Regions from separate parts of the Oryctolagus cuniculus genome. Here region 2 is linked to region 1. The links are chromatin contacts, called in public Hi-C maps. All regions are on one chromosome and are shown on one strand. Each heading gives the region's core, a stretch centred on a gene start, on an enhancer-like site or on the middle of the called end of the contact. The rest is flanking DNA. Distances are from core to core; before and after follow the strand shown. Region 1 overlaps MYO1E (myosin IE). Region 2 holds the start of MYO1E (myosin IE).

The links. A called contact is a pair of places that touch in the nucleus more often than the background predicts.
Region 2: a contact with region 1 is called in a Hi-C map of an unstated tissue, with 2.5 times the contacts expected there. The contact joins the promoter of MYO1E here to the enhancer-like site in region 1. A contact is called at or near these places in 2 of 6 Hi-C or Micro-C datasets (embryonic fibroblasts and an unstated tissue).

What each region holds. Positions count from the first base shown.
Region 1 is chr12:82,097,432-82,102,603 of mOryCun1.1, forward strand. It overlaps MYO1E (myosin IE), which reads right to left. Exons shown (of 28, transcript XM_008268949.4): 6 at 1,177-1,266. Among named protein-coding and RNA genes, the nearest start is that of MYO1E, 130 kb to the right of the region's middle. Within about 2 kb of position 3,135, at least 1 of the 8 cell types and tissues checked has an H3K27ac peak or open chromatin away from gene starts, as enhancers often do.
Region 2 is chr12:82,223,832-82,229,003 of mOryCun1.1, forward strand. It overlaps MYO1E (myosin IE), which reads right to left and starts at 2,745. Exons shown (of 28, transcript XM_008268949.4): 1 at 2,002-2,745. The coding sequence starts at 2,004.

The DNA of each region.
Region 1 (5,172 bases), core at 1,885-4,384:
CCTGGGTTAAGCCACCATCTGCAGCGCCAGCATCCCTTAGGGGCACTGGTTTGAGTCCTGGGTACACCACTTCCTATCCAGCTCCCTGCTAATGTGTCTGGGAAAGCAGTGGAAGATGCCCCAAGTACAAGGGCCCCTGCACCTCCCATGTGGGAGACCTGGATGAAGATCCTGACTTCAGCTTGGCCCAGCCCTGGCTGTTGTGGCCACTTGGGGAGTGAACCAGTGGATGAAAGATATTTCCCTCTCTCTGTATGACTCTGTCTTTCAAATAAAAATAAAAATCTTAAAAAGGAAACTTCTTTCCAAGGTCATGGATGAAAAAGAAATTGTTATTCTCTGAAATTCCACTTATTTATTTTAAAATGGCCCAGTGCCAGCCTCACAGATCGCTTCTTACATGCTTTAGTATCAGACGTAATCTGTGGGTGAAATAAGATACCAAGTCTATATAAATTAGGCTACTGGGTAAGCACTTAATTTCTTTTTAAATGTGGCTTTTTTTTTGGTCATGGATAAATTATACCTGCCAGCATTCCAATTCACCCCCCTCCCCCACCCAGGAGACACCCAGATGGAAAAGTCAGAGTGGTCACTCACGACAGTGCGTGTGGTTGATATTTTCATTGCCAAGGAACCCACGTAGCCAGGTTCAGTCACTTCTGGGTATCCTGGTATTATGTAAGTATACACAAAACAAATGCACAGGGCTAGAGGGGTGGGCAGGAGGTCAGCTCACGCTAATGGACAGGGAGCAGGAAGGTTCTGTCCAAGGGGCCCAGGCAGTGCAAGTGTCCGCTTTCTTCAGTGTCCACAGACTAAGCTCTAACAAGTCCAGTCCGTGCAAGTGGCCAGTCATCCCTGGGATCCCATCTACTATGCTCATAGCTTTAGGGGAAAAATCTTTTACACCTTTAATGACTGTCACTTTTCTTAGTAACACAGCTCCAGTGGAGAAAGGTTTGTAAAACAATTTTGTCTGCATTCCTAAGGCTCAGAAATAACTCCGGTGAAAGGGCAAATCGAAGCCACAGCAACTTGACATAGAGAATGAAGACAAGACTAAAAGGAAGGCCTCCTGATACGTGGCAAGCTTGCATTTGCTTTGGGGTGTGACCTCGAGGGAGAGTATCACCCTGTTGGATGGGGCAACGCGCTTGGAAGCGGGGAACTCACAAATCGGCTGGAGTTGTTGTTGCGCACGGTCTTGGCGTTCCCGAAGGCCTCCAGCAGCGGGTTGGACTGCAGGATGATGTCCTTCACGTGCTGTCGAGACAAACAGAGCCGAGGTTAGGCCGCTGCAAACAGCAGCACGTAACACGCACCCAGATGTTCCCTAAGGTCTTGGCTTCTGAACACAGTGAGGTGGGAGACCCCAAATCCACATGTACTCTGGGGGTTCCTTGAGGATTTATTCTTTCACTGAGACAGACTCATGCCTGTTTGTATCAGGTCTTGCCACCCATTTGGCCTGCTGCAAGATCCCCAGGAGCCAGAGAGCCACGAGTAAATCAGGATCTATTAGCATTCCTGGATTGGCTTTCAACCATTACTTCTGGGTGCACTAGAAGTCTCATCAGGAAGCAAAGTGAAAAACAAAAGTGCACATCCTTGCTGTTCTGACCGAAGCTTTTACTGTCACTACCCTTTCCCAACTGCCCCACCTGCCTGTGTCAGCCCTCCTCTCACCTGCTCCACAACAAGAGTTATCAAGGGAAATTAATCAGTTTCTCTTCCCCAAACAGGGTTATGAAATATAATTTTGTGCTTCTCAAACTTTTAATGTGTATAAACTATCTGGGAGTGGGGCTGGCACTGTGGCATAGTAGGCTACGCCTCTGCCTATGTAGCTGGCATCCCATATGGGTGCCAGTTCAAGTCCCAGCTGCTCCACTTCTGATCCAGATCCCTGCTAATGGCGTGGGAAAGCAGTGGAGGATGGCCCACGTGCTTGGGCCCTTGCACCTGCATGGGAGACCTGGAAGAAGATCCTGGCTTCGGATCGGCTCATTTAGGAAGTAAACCAGTGGATGGAAGACCTTTCTCTCTCCCTCTCTGTTACTCCACTTCTCAAATAAATAAAATCTTAGTTTTTTATAAAAAAAAAATCTGGGGAACTAGTTACAATGTAGATGCAAAATCAGTAGCTCTAACATGAGGCCCAAGAAGTTGCATCTCCAACCAGCTCCAGCAAGGGTCAACAACGCATTGTGAGGAACACTCCTGGCCTACTGCTAGAGGGGGAGAATTTGATTTTTTACACACACCAGTTCTCTGCCAGGCTGAAAAGTGTGCAAAATACACCAGGACAGAAGACAGCTCAGCAGATAGGATTTGGTGCCGGAGAGGTCTTTCAACAAGTGAGTCATTCCTTGTACTTCTAATTATTCACATGCTATGGTTCAACATGTTCCAGAAATAACAAGTCTTCTGGCTTGCGCTCTTTAGCTACTGACTAATTCCAAGCCAAGAGCTCAGCATCACTGGACTCATAGGAAAACAGGAAGAGAAAAGTCAACATTAACCGTCCACAGTCTGGCCACTAGGTCATAGGCGATAGCAAACAGGACCAAATTAAGGCACTAACTACTAATTGACCATAGAGGAGTGAAGTATTCCTTTGGCACTCCCCCGAACATTCAGAAGGGGAACTGCTGTAAGAAGTGAGAACTGGCATTCCATCCCAACTGGGAAACGGTCATTAGTAATGGCCCCGAGGGAAATTTCGGGGTGATCCCTCCAGGGAATCAGTTTCAAAGCCTAGAAACCTATTGCCAAGCTGCCCGTTGTCCTTGAAAAACTCAAGGATTTAAATAAACTTTACTTTTCTTTGTAAAATTAATTCTGAGTTTGTGGATCTTCATGAATCCTTTCTATTTCTTGTCTGCTGCTGGCCTGATGTGCCTGTACCACTTAGGACAATCAGCTTCTCATAGAGAAAAAAGGAGAGGCCTGGGGCTGGTTCTGTGGCATAGTGGGTAAAGCCACCGTCTGTAGTGCCAGCTTCCCATAAAGGCACTGGTCCATGTTCAGGCTTTTCAACTTCTAATCTAGCTCTCTGTTATGGCCTGGGAAAGCAGTGGAAGAAAGCCCAAGTCCTTGGGCTCTTTCACCCGAGTGGTGTCCATATTGGACAGGGAGTGCATCCCTAGAACCCAGGTTGGTGTGGTTCAGTCCACTTGCTTTTTTCCATCTCTGTGATTGTACCCTCTCCTTAGATGGCTGACATGGAGACAGGAGTCCAGGATGCTGTTTTCTAAGTGGGCTGCCCTTTCACCATTATTTCTTTCTCTTCCCTGAGATGCTCACCGTGTGTCCCAATGTTCTGTTGGACATCACTGATAGTTGATAGATGGATACAGGCATAAAACTGTTTAAAACTCTATGATTAGAGAAGGGAAGAGATACAAGGAGAGCCTCTCCCCCCATTTTTTAAGATTTATTTATTTATTTGAAAGGCAGAGTTACAGAGAGGCAGAGAGAACGAGAGGTCTTCTATCCGCTGGTTCACTCCCCAGATGGGCACAACAGCCAGAGCTGGACCATCATCTGTGCTTTCCAGGTGCATTGACAGGGAGCTAGATTGAAAGTGGAGGTAGGACTAAAACCGGCACATCCAAGGCATGGTTTAATCCACTGCACCACAAGGCCCATTCCCCAAAATATATATTTTAAGAATTATTATTTGTTTTTCCTTTTTTAAACTGTGGCTACTAGAAAATTTATATGCATGGCCTTCATCATCTTTCTACTGGACAGAGTTATTGTACTCTACATAAGGAATTCTGGACTCTGCCTTGGTGACTCAGCCATGATGATAGAACCCTATTTGATTAGCAGGGATGGCCACAGTGAAGAGAATTTTAATGTGCATTTTGAAAATCTACAACTGACTATGGCAATCATACTGCTTATTAGATGAACTCTACCATGGAAAATGAATTCCAATGTTGAAAAAAGTCACTAGCAGCATGTACAGGATGCATGCTGTGAGCTTGGATGGCGCTCTGTGGACCTTATTCCACCATCACCATGACCCATCGCACTGTAGGGAGGAGTTTGCCTATTTCCATCAATGTTCCTTCTGCTACTGCAATGAGGGAAACCAAGAACGGATCAAGTTGTGACTACCCGGTTCATCACACTGTCCTCCTAAATCTTCCTTCTCTGCCCATCTTACACATTCACTCCCCTTTCTTCTCACTGCTCATGTCTTCTTTGTTGAGTCTTCTCCCTCTCCTAGGGTTTCCCCTTTAATATCTACTCTTTCCATTTTTCTCTCTTTTCCTTGAAAATTTTATGTTTCTTAAATTAGCAATTATCAACACAGTTCAAAACATGCAAGTTTCTATAGGATGTATAGGAAACATACCCTTTCCCCAGACTCCCAGCTCCCCTCATTGAAGACAATTATTGTACCAGTTTTTCATGTCTACATCCAGGGTTATGGGATACCCATTCAAACGAATGGCAGCTTACTATACATAAGCTTGGGAACATTAATTTTTTTTTTTTTGTAATTGACATTATCATTCAGATTATTCTATATCTGCACATAAAGGTTTGATGATATTCCATTAGGATGAACCATCAACTTCTTTTTCACCAGTTGTCTACTGATGAGCCCTTAATAAGTTGTTTCTACTCTTTTGTGTTACCAAAAATGTCATGTAACTTTACGGAAGCATCATTTTGCAGACATTCTAGCCCATGTAAAGGAAAAATTCTCTCAAGCAGAATTGTTGAGTCAAAGGGTATATATGCATAAATCTGACAGCTTTTATTTTTTGCTGAAATGTATTCCAAGAAAGTATGCTACCTCATGGTCTTCCCAGCAATGGATGAGATTTCCTATGTCCTCACACTGTTATCAACAGTCTTTAAAACACTACCAGATTCCTGCCCATCTTACAGATAAAAACAGGTTCTCTGGAATTAGTTTTAATTTTCATTTCTCTTATTATCATGACAGTGAGCATATTTTCATGTTGGATGAGTCATTTGTATTTCCTTTTCCAGGAGCTGTCTTTCATGTCTCTAGTTTGTTTTCATTTTGGACCATTTGCCTTTTATTGATATACAGGAGCTCATTACATATTAGGCATCAATTCAAAATATGCAGTGTCTTTGCAAATGTCAAAAATATGCAGTGTCTTTGCAAATGTCAAGCTT
Region 2 (5,172 bases), core at 1,495-3,994, 130 kb after region 1:
GTTTCAAGCCAGGGAAGAAATGATTCATTCACTTTTGGGCAAATCACTCTGGATCCAGTAGCCCTATCAGTGGAAACTCTCCCATTTCAGGACCGCCCAGCTGGTTCAACTTTTCTGTCAGGGAGTTGTGGCCTCAGCCACCGTATCTGATGCACAGATAGTCCAGTCCCTTGGCAGCCCACAACACACCCATTTCTGCTGAGGGCAGGCGGCCCAGCGACAGGTGATCACACCCTGTCCTCTCTCTACCTTCGCACACGCCTCCTCAGCATCCACCTGACCAACCATCTACTGCGCTAGAAGCGGAGCCAAACCCAGAATGGAGTTTCTGAGGTTCCCCTGCAACCCATAAGCCAGAAAAATAAAAAATGAGCTTCTGGAGGGAAAGTTAATTTTCTCAAGGCACCACTTAGGGAGTTAAATTCAGTAAGATCCTTGAAGCTCATGACATAAGCACATTGATTTTTCTCTCTCTCTTTTTTTTTTTTTTTAGAAATATTGAACCATGGAAAATAATTACAGCGATTCTAAAGTTGCAGGGCTATCAGCCTGCTTAAACTCGAGGGGCCTGATGCCCCACGACTAGGTAGCTCCACCCAGACCCAAGCACCCTTAAATGGTTTTCTTTAGGGGCACCCTAATAATGTGCAGCAGACGGGCTTGTGAAGTCTCGAAACTGCAAAAGGAAATGCACTCACAGATCAACTCTCTCTCTTAGATTGGGGCCAAGATGACCCAATTTTGGACTAGGTACAAAGAAAAAGTGTTGGTCAAGGGTGCCTTTTAAAGGTTTCTCTTTTGGCTTTTAATCATCCTTTTGCACCAGCAGGGTCAAGCGTTGCCCTGGTGAGCTGCGTGGATCCCTCAGGATTCAGATTTTTAAAACGAGCGCTCTGCTCTGACTTAGCAAACTCACGTTCACGGGCATCAAACAACAGCAGAGCAGAAGAGGACCAGTTCACCCACCTACTCCGGATCGTCAGAAATGTCAGGAACGAAGCAAGTGCGGGACCGCCTGGAAGCGGCACTTTTATTTCTGGTGGATTGCCCATCTCCCCCAGAGACCTTGCTTTTTGTGCCTCGGACAGAAAAGTGCACCACACCAACACCCAACGCACCAACACCCGGGGGAGGTGGCGAGAGTTACCCGGCGGCAAGGGAGGGCAAAGCTTAGAAAAAGTCACCGGCGAGGCGGCGAAAGCAGCAGCCAATGCCACAGACGCCCGAACGCCAAGGAGGACAGAATAATCCCGTTCCGGACTCGAGAGGGCTCCTCCCGGTGCGAGCCGCTCACCACACCCCCGGACGTTCCCGGCCACCTCGCACTTGGGACGGGGTGGGGTCCCCCCACTACCCGACGTGCTTACTCGGCCGCCCGCGCCCCCCACGGATCCCAAGGCCCGCGTGGCTCCTGGCTGCGCCCGGGTCACTTTCTCTCTCAGCAGCCTGGCCACCGCCAGGTGATCGCGCTACCTGGCGCCCCCGCCCGCCTTTGTGCGGCCGCGCCGCTCCCTCGCCCGGGCCGGCCGGGGCCGCCCCCGCCGCCGGGCCGGTGCCAGGCGGGACAGCTGCGGGCGCAGCCGGGCCGCCCCCGCCGGGGAGGCAGCCCGCGACGGTGCCCGCCGCCGGGAGGGGGACGCGAACTTGGCGGCGGCCGGCCAGGACCCCACCTTCCCGGCAGGCAGGAGGGGATCCGTGCCTCTGCAACCAGATGTGCCCACGCTCGGGCTGCCGACGGCTGGCAGCCATAGCAAAGCCGGCCACAGAAAAGTTGCGCGACGCAGAAAGCGACTTGAAGGAAAAGTTTTCCTTGGCCCCTCGCTTTCACTCCCGGGTTTCGGAAAGCAGCAGCAGACAGACAGAGTCCGCGACGTGCCGGCTCCCGCGTCCACCTTCTCCGCCCGGGGCCCGGGCAGCGCGCCCAAGGTGGGTGCCGCGCTCCGGGGCTTTCTGCCCCGTGCCAGAGCCGGGCGCCCCGGGGACGCAGCGCGGTCAACTCACCATGGTGACTCGCGTCGCGGTCGCGCCTCCGCCGGTTCGGGTGCCCGGGAGCTTGAGGCTGGAACGCAGGCTCCTGGGCGAACTTCAAAAGTTGGTTCCCGTCGCCAAAACCAGGCTCCCGACACCCAAGCACTCACAGGAGCCAATGGGAACCTAGCGGGGACTGCATCCAGGCGGGATCGGCGGCGCTAGGTGAGGGCGAGACGGGGGCGCCCTAGCAGGCGGGGCGCATACTGCGGAGAGGGCTGGGGTCCCCTGGGACCCGGCGGCTGCCGCTCGCCTGACGGAGTCGGTTGCGCTCGGCGCGGCTGCCCAGCTCCCCGGCCTCGCTCCTCTTTCTTCCAGCACTTAATCCGTACTCCTCAGGCTGAGGCTCGGCTCGGGCCGGGCGATCTGTCCATAAATGGAGAATTCAGCCCAGACCCGGCCAATCAGGCTTTGTTTTGGCCGCGTCACTCCTCAGGGAACCGGCGGTAGCCAACGAGCGTGCGGCTGCTGCGGTTTCCAAGGCCCTCTGGATCCTGTAGTCCGCCGGCCGCGCCAGCCTCCCAGGAACGCTGCGGACCCGGCTCGCTCCTGGTGGCAAGACCGGGACTGTTGGAAAGGAAACCCTCTGTGAAAAAGAAGCAAACCCCTCCTATTCCTTTTTAAGTTTCTTTCTTGTTTAAAAAAAATTGTCTTTTTTTGAAAGTTACAGTTAGCGTCCGAGCTGAAGTGGCGTGATTGTCCTGGACTTTTTTTTTTTCAAGAAGGAAATATTTTATCAACATAGAGGATCAGACTCATGGCAGCAGCCCAAAGGAAATCCTTTTTCTTTCCTACGTCTGGGTTGTGAGGAAAGTCAAAAATAATCACCCCCGCCCTCACCCCGCCTTGTACCTGAAATTCCTCGGAACACAAAGGAAGGCGTTTTGGGGGGAGAAGTTGCCCACGCACCTAGCAGAGGGACCAGGAGGAGATAGGTGGGAAGAAACCGTACCCAACCTCCAGGAATGCGTATCTGCTCAAAGCAATCAGGGCTGCCCGAGTGCGTTATTCCGGAGTGTCAGGTTACAGGAAACCAGGTGGGCCAGGAGAAGGTGGGGGTGGGGACAGAGCAGAACCCCTGAAATAATGGTAGGGAGGGAGAGTTCACTACCTGGGGGGCTGAGGAGGGAGACCCGGTGGATCACCACCAGGCTGCCCTGAAATCTGTGGAAGATAAGATTTGAAAACTCCAGGGCATAGAAAAACGAGGGAGCAAATGATGACTTAACGATGGTTTATTTAATCCCTTGTAGTCCTCGGCCTGACGACAGGATGGCAGACTTGGCAGGGTGTTAAACATCATCATGCCTAGAAAGTTGGGAGGGCAGGGCAGGGCAGCCCGTGCAGCAAAATGTCACTCAGCCTTCAGCAGGGTGAAGCGCAGCAACGGACAAACCCTGCTAACATTGGAGGGAAAGGAGCCAGGCGCAAAGCACCGCCTGCCGTGTAATTACGTTCGTGTGCAGTGGAGAATAGGGCAGTATGTGTAGACAAAAAGTAGATTAGTGGTTTTCCAGGAACTTGCAGGAGGGAAGATGGGAGTAATTGGCAGTGGGTGTGGGGTCGGGGCTGCGGTATAGAAGGCTAAGCCTCGGCCTGCAGGGCCAGCATCCCATAGGGGCACCCGGTGGAGTCCAGGCTGCTCCACTTCCCATCAATCTCCTTGCTAATGCACCCAGGAAGGCAGTGGAAGATGGCCCAAGTGCTTGGCCCTTGCATCCACATGTGGGAGACCCAAAAGAAGCTCCTGGCTCCGCTCCTGCCTCTGTGGCAGGAAACCCAGATAGAATTCTGGGCTTCTGGCTTTGGTCTAACTCAGGGATTTCAGAAGTAAAACAGAAGATGGGAGATCTTTCTCTCTGTTTCTCTGCTTTCATTCTGCCTTTCAAGTAAATATAAATAAATAATTTTAAAAATTTAACACTATCAGTGTTTTAGAATCTATTTTACATTATCAAAAGAGAAATGTTGGTTGCCAAAAGAGAAATTTGAGTTTACTAGTAGTAAGTGGCTTACTGGTAGTACACAAGAAATTTTACTTGTGTTGAAAATGACACAATGCCTAACACATCTGCCAGACAAGGTCAACCATGATTAACAGTTGGATTGACAAAGGCTTCAAGATATACAGGCAAAGACATTGTTGCTTTGCTCAAATTTAATCCAAAGATGTAATGAAACACTGAAAATCTGTTTAATAACCCAATGATTAACTTCTTTTTTTAAAGATTTTATTTATTTATTTGAGAGGCAGAGTTATGGATAGAGAGAGGGAGAGACAGAAAGGTCTTCCATCCACTGGTTCACTCCTCAAATGGCCGTAATGGTCAGAGCTGGGCCGATCGGAAGCCAGGAGCGAGTAGCTCCTTCCAGGATTCCCATGCGGGTACAGGGACCCAAGCAGTTGGGCCACCTTCTGCTTTCCCAGGCCATAGCAGAGAGCTGAATAGGAAGTGGAGCAGCCAGGACAGGAATCAGCACCCATAAGTGATGCAGCACCACAGACAGAGGCTTAGCATACTCTGCACAGCACTAGCCCTAATCAATCACCCTTGCATTTGCCAAAAACTACCTTGACACTATTTATCAATTGTATCATCATTTGAGTTTTTTTAAAACTATTTTTTAAAATGGTTTATTTGGCCAGCACCGTGGCTCAATAGGCTAATCCTCTGCCTGCAGCGCCAGCACACCGGGTTCTAGTCCGGTTGGGGCGCCGGATTCTGTCCCAGTTGCCCCTCTTCCTGTCCAGCTCTCTGCTGTGGCCAGGGAGTGCAGTGGAGGATGGCCCAAGTGCTTGGGCCCTGCACCCCATGGGAGACCAGGAGAAGCACCTGGCTCCCGGCTTCGGATCAGCACGGTGCGCCAGCCGTAGCGGCCATTTGGGGGGTGAACCAATGGAAAAGGAAGACCTTTCTCTCTGTCTCTCTCTCTCACTGTCCACTCTGCCTGTCAAAAAAAAAATGGTTTATTTGCCCCCAATAATCTCTTTTCAACTTCAAGTGCTACTCCCCAACTCTGGTTAGGCAGGAATTTTTTTTTTTTAACGAAGATTTATATGTATTTATTTGAAAGGCAAAGTTGCATAGAGAGTAGAAGACAGAGAGAGACAGAGATCTTCTGTCTGCTTGTTCACTCCCAGAT